2 separate regions of the Oryctolagus cuniculus genome follow, and region 2 is linked to region 1. A link is a contact called in public Hi-C data. All regions are on one chromosome and are shown on one strand. Each heading gives the region's core, a stretch centred on a gene start, on an enhancer-like site or on the middle of the called end of the contact. The rest is flanking DNA. Distances are from core to core; before and after follow the strand shown.

Region 1 (3,028 bases), core at 383-2,882:
AGCTCTCTTAATTCATGTGACACTGCAGTTTTTTCCACATTATCACCACGAATGGCTGCCAACTTTCATTTGTTTTGTGTTATAACTCAAGGAAAAGTTGTCCAGTAGCTAATCTAATAAATGTTCTCTTGTCTTCCTGCATGAAGGCCAAAGCTTTTTCCTACCATCTAAATGCATCCTCTGAAGATTATAGTCCTTAGCCTTTTTATGTTTGTTTACCATCTCTTTGCTAGCTGGGGAGGGGGAGTGGAGGCAGCTTGAGATTTTCAAGGGCATGAATGGGGGAAGGGGGACATACAGGTACAGCTCTTTTCCATTTTGCATTCTGTCTTCGCACTCTCTTTGCATTCTACTGGCTCCCATCTATTTTTCATCTTTCCCACCTGAACTACTTGATATCTCTGTTTCTTCTAAGTAAAGCACAGCTCCCTGTAGCTTGCGGTCAGAAATCTACCTGCTTTCAAAATGAGAGCTGTCTGGGTCAGACTTGGTATTTAATTTCCCCCTTGTACTCACAGCTTTCAGATACAAAGAAGCACTCTCTGCAGTTCTAGTGTACATGAGCTATGATTGTAAGATACGAAACACCTGCATGATTCTTTAAAATATTCAGTCTATGATATTACATGCAAAAGATACTAATAGTCTCGGTGTTCAGAAGTACCTGCAGGGCAGAATATTCTTATGCTAACCCTGAAGCCAGGTAATAGGCAAAGCAAACCATATTTTTCTGCCTGCCTGCTCTCTGGAGCATTTCTCTTTCTCTGTCTTTCCTTCTCTCCCTCCCTTTCTTCCTCTTGAAATACCAATTTAGAAGCTTAGAATTACATAAGACATGAACACAGTTGCTAACAAGAATCAGTATCTATATTTATTCATCTCCTTGCTGCCCTGGACCTCAGGCTGCTATTTGAGGCTTTTTGCAGGAGGCAAGCATGTACAGGAGAAATTGTCAGTGCTGGGCTGAATTCTGTTCTTAATAAGAATTGGAGCAAAGTATTCTACAGTCAGTTTGATGACAGATGCAGCAAATCTATTTCTCCTGGGCCAGCTTTTCTATGCTGCCAGGCATATTCCTGTCTGCCATTTAGCTATTTCTCCCCACACCTCCGTGTGTCTTGCAATGGAGAAATCATCTCTCGGAGACGATGATCCTCCCACCTGCCTTTTGGAAATCGAGCAGGTCAAATATTGGGTCACATACAATGTGATGTTTCTCATCCAAAAGAGAAAGTGTGTTGAGATTCAACCCCCAAAGTGTGCCTTAGAATTCCTACTGGCACCTTTCCGTTCCGGAGGCAATGTTGTCCCTGATACTGTTTTTACAGACAAAAGAATAAACTCCCATATTTTCCAACACTGTAGACTTTTATTTTTCCCGTCTCTAGAAGTTAAAAATCACAGACATTTGTAGAGATATTGAGTCACTTTTTTCATGTATGTCTATTTTGGAAGAGGATTTTCCCAGCTTGTCCATTTTGCATGGCTGATGCGTAAGTCCTTTCTTCCTCCTGCCTTCCAGGGGCTGGAGAGGCAGAGGAGACAGGCGCTGGTACCGCAGAGCTGTTATCTGATTGGCTCGTCGCTCGTGGCCGGGCTATAAAAGAGACCCCTACAGGCCTGGAAAGGAGAAGCTCAGGATTCTGGCAGCATCTTTGCAGGAGTGAAACCGAAGCTTGAGCAAAACAGAGGCCACAGCTCCTCCTGCTGCGTTTCTTTCCTCCTCGGCGAATCCCACGCTGTTAGACAAGATGTGCAAAGGGCTTGCAGGTCTGCCGGCTTCCTGCTTGAGGAGGTAAGATTGTTTTCAGCTACTAACTACGTTCAACTTTTGGACAGACTTTCTCAGTTACTTGCTAGTTGTGTTTACTAACCTGGTTCTTTGGAGTAGCAGTCTGATCAGGGGAGAATATTTCCCTGGATTTTCTCCAAGAATAACTTGATTTGTGACTTAAGAACTGTGCTTCCCAAATTCTGATATTAGTGTGTTGTTTCATGTGACCTCAGTTTTGAAAACTGTTGTGATCTTTTAGCCAAGTCCTCTAACTAAGCTAGTGCTGATTAAGAATCATATGAGGTGTTGACTCTACTTGCTGTATCTGTGATCACCTCCATTATGTGAGCATACCTGGATAATTGCAAGCACTGTGACTCTCTGAAATTCATTTAGGGGAGGACACCTCGGAATGAACTTGTGCTACATCATCAGAAAGCCACAATGCTTTCTGTTGGGGCTACAGTATCGTTCTATATTCTCATAAACAAATGTCACAATGAAATAGTTTCTATGCTACATGTCTCTTTTTTTCTCTGTTCTTATCTCTCATTCTTAAAGTGTCTTATGTGAGTGGTAGTTAAGGAGTATTGATTATAACAAGTCATCTGAGGGTTCTGTAGAAGAGCTCATCCTAAAGAGATTGTTTTGTCAATATAAAAACAAAGACTTAAAAATATATAGCTACTCTTCTGTCTTTTTAAATAGGCGTAAGTAGATGATTTCAGAAAATGCTAGATATTCATCAGTTGAAAGTAAAATACAAAATGAGAGCGTATTACATCACTTAATCTTGCAGCTAAAGGTAAAAAGTCAATCTGCAAGTGTACTACCTCTTTTCTTGTCTCCCTGCAAAGAACAATCACCTTACATTTCAATTTGGAGTTAATTCCAAGAAGCATAATCTTTTGTGTGTTTTGAAGCCATTTGCCTTTCATTCAGAAGCAGGACAGTATTGATATATTCTCCGTAATGAAGCAGGAGGTTCTGGTAGAGAGTACTGATGGGATAAATACCTCTCACCTTCACCATTAATTTCCTAACTGGATAGAGCAAGACCATCCACGCTTCAGTTAAATCACATATAAAATTAATCATGCAAAATGCAGAAGTGTCAGGGAAAAGTTATGCTCCAGTAAATATTTAGTGATTCATAGATGGGAGATTGTGCTAGAGGTCTGCCCTTGAGGCACTGAGCAACTGATTGAGAAGGTTAAGCTCACAGTCAGTAGGTAGCTGTTCTTCCCCTCCTCA
Region 2 (3,324 bases), core at 813-3,312, 200 kb before region 1:
GGAAAGACCTATGGGCTGAATATGTTGTGGGTCAGGGCCAAGTCCAGATTATTCAGTTTTCAAAATGATACAGAATGCATTGTTAAATGAGGTACAGGCGTCACTGAGAAGTTTAGTGATGGCTTGTCTGCTGAGCCAAGGTCAATGCAGAAGATGTTGCTATAGAATGAGGACCCCTAATGCAATAAGGATGGCATTATCATACTGCATAGCAGTACTATACCATCAGAAGCAAGGTGAGCTTGCTTATGGCCATTATTGACAAGGTCAGATGAGCAGATGAATAGAAATGTGTTCCTCGAGCAATATATTTGGCAAAAGCACAAAAAACTGTTTAGTTTATATAACCAAATTAATTATGTTTGATCAGAAGACTGATGGGGCTTGCTCCAATTAAGTTTATAATCCCTTCCCAGTTTCTAGGCCTTTTTCAGACTTGAAACCTAACGACTCAAAAAGTATGCTTTGCAAGAAGCACCTTGCAAAGATGGTGAAGGTATTCAGCAATGATTCCCCCAGATCTGTCCTCATACTTGCCCCCACCACCAAGGGACCTGTGGCCATCTACTTGAGTAGTCATACACCAAGAGAAATGCCAAGACATTTATAGAAGTTTGAGCACAGAATCTGAACAGAGATACATACGCAGGAACAGGAAGTGGCTTTATGCCCCAGCCCCATTCGACTGGACACATGAAAACCTCATAGTAAATGGAATCATGGCTCATGTCTGTCTCATAGTGGGTCCTCTGAATCCATGAACCCACCTGACAGTATTTATCTGGTCTCCAAATATATAATAAGAATGGACATATTTGTAGCATGCAGAACTCTCGTACCTGTTTATTAACCTGTGGGGTAACAGCTAACATGGTAAGGATGGATGAAGGTTATATGAAAGCGTCTGAAATTCCTTCAATCCCACTCACTCCTGGTCAAGACAGTATAACGAAACTGTATTGTATTCCAGGAGGGATGGCCAAGCTGAGTATTCCTCTAAGATATAAAGAGTTCGTGGGTGGTGGTATCTCTTATATCACCAGTTAATTAATCTATCTGCTCTCTGATGGATCCAAATAGGTCACAGTAGAATTCCTCCAACTGAGCTTAATTGCATCTGCTCTGCTGGAGCAGATTAACACAACTTCAGGTACACTACCTGTTGCCATTGATCTGACAAATGTATTCCCTTCATCTCGATTAGAAAGTAGAATCAGAAACCATTAATAGTCACCCACAGTAGAAAATAGTATATATTCATGATCTTGTTTCAAGGTCATGTTAGCTGTACTCCCCTCAGATATAACACAGCCCAAATGGATCTGGAGTTCATAGTATTAATGCCATTTTGTGAATCATATTGGGCCAACAAGAAGTGGAAAGTATGACAAGGGCCTTGGTGATAATGTGCTCCAGAATGAGGGATGCAGGAAATTCGGGTCTGCCCTAATTGGGAAGTTTCTCCAGGAGTCAAGGGGCCTGGGCATGGTAAGATGGCCTCTCCAGGGGAAGGGCAAAATTGCATCTTACATCTTCCAAGCAAGTACTACACTTGGAAACCGCTTCACGTTGGAAGTAGCATATGCCATCCTTGAGGATGGTGCCATGCCCTGTTTACCAAGTGAAAGGGGAGATGGTCAGCTTTGAGTGGAGCCCTAAGCAGGAAAAGGCTCTGCACAAATCCTGGATGCAAGATCAAGCAGCCCTCCCACTGGGCTGTGTGATCTGATGAGCTCTGTAGTGCTTGAAGTATCTGTGGTTGAAAAACATGCAGTGTGTGAAGTTTAAATCAACCTTCAATAGGAGAATCATGACATAGACCCTCAGGGTTTAGACAAACAGTGAAGCCATTTGCAGCAAAGAATTAGACACCATTTTAAATGTAGCTCTTCAGGCTCTTGGACCTGGGGAAAGATGGAACATCTGACCATGAGATGTCAAGTGATCATGAAGACAGAATGGGGTTTTGTCAGACCTACTGAATCATAAGGTTGGATGAATTAAAGAGCAATCCGTTTTTGAATGTAAGTGATACATCCGCAGTTGCACATCAGTAAAGACAGAGGGCACAAGTGGGCTGCTTCAGAGAGTAGACTGCCACACCCCCTGCTGCTGTTGCACTGTTCATCTTCCTCAGCTCGCGCTTATGAACACTTTGAAGGAAAGGAGTGGTTTATTTTCAGTTGGCAGACGATAATAAAGGAAGAGCTTGATTCATGAATGTTGTACTGTACTGAACACACACACACACACACACAAGGACTTCAACAACTTCATGGAAAATAGAATTAAAAGGTAACTTTGAAATCCATGCAAAAAATTTGAAATATATAATAATTTTAATACACATTTTCTTTGAACTTTCTGCATATATATATATGTATATATATTTGTGTGTGTATGAACATGTAAATTTAACTTGTGTAAGGGTCTTTGTAGATGTAATTAACGATGTCAAGATGAGATCATATAGGATTATCCTTGTGGGTTTTAAATCCAAAGACATGTGTCCCTATAAGAGACGAAGGAGGAGAAGACAGAGACCTCAGGTGAGAAGGCAGTTGGAAGAGGGACGCAGATATTGGAATGATAAACCCACAAAGGAATGCCAAGGATGGTTAGCAGCTACCAGATGCGACAGAGAGAGATATGGAAGGGATTCTCCCTCAGAACCTCCAAAGGAACCCCTGATGACATCTTGTTATTTGATTTTTGGACTCCAAATTTGTGAGAGCATAATTTTCCATTTTCCTAAACCACTGAGCTTGTGGTAATTTGTCATGGCAGTCATAGACAGGACACTGATACAGATGAGTGAGCTCAGTGGTTTGGATATGGTTCAAGCTTCATGCATTGGGAGTTGTGGTATTGTCGACGTGGTGCAACCTTTAAGAGGTGAGGCCTAGGGGAAGGGGATTAGGGCATTGGAGTGCTGCCCTTGGAGGGGCTATGTGTAGTTCTCATGGGAGTCTGGCTAGTTCACACAAAAGTGAGCAGACCCCCTGAACTTCTCCTTCTTCCTGTTTCCCATGTAATTGATCTCACACACCCATCCACCATGTTGTATTGTAGTCAGGGCCCTCATCAGAGACTGAACTGATGGAGTTACTTGAGGTTGGACTTCTACCTTCCACAATTGTGAGCCAAATCAATCTCTTTCTTTACACACTATCTAATCTCAGGTATTTTATTAGAGCAACAGAAAATGTTCTATCACACTTAGTATGGGGTATAAGCAGAAAATTGAGTGTGGCTATATAGTAGTAGAATGGCCCTGAAAGTTTAATGGGAAAAATTCCTCTAAGGGGACAGAGCTTCAGACGA

What was found. Hi-C and Micro-C count contacts between places; a contact is called where the count stands out from the background.
Region 2: a Hi-C map of skin fibroblasts shows a contact between it and region 1, with 3 times the contacts expected there. The contact joins the enhancer-like site here to the promoter of RGS4 in region 1. A contact is called at or near these places in 5 of 6 Hi-C or Micro-C datasets (ear pinna, embryonic fibroblasts, psoas muscle and 2 more).

What each region holds. Positions count from the first base shown.
Region 1 is chr7:35,612,984-35,616,011 of mOryCun1.1, reverse strand. It overlaps RGS4 (regulator of G protein signaling 4), which reads left to right and starts at 1,632. Exons shown (of 5, transcript NM_001082214.1): 1 at 1,632-1,795. The coding sequence starts at 1,752.
Region 2 is chr7:35,810,394-35,813,717 of mOryCun1.1, reverse strand. No RefSeq gene overlaps it. Among named protein-coding and RNA genes, the nearest start is that of CCDC190, 35 kb to the left of the region's middle. Within about 2 kb of position 2,062, at least 2 of the 8 cell types and tissues checked have an H3K27ac peak or open chromatin away from gene starts, as enhancers often do.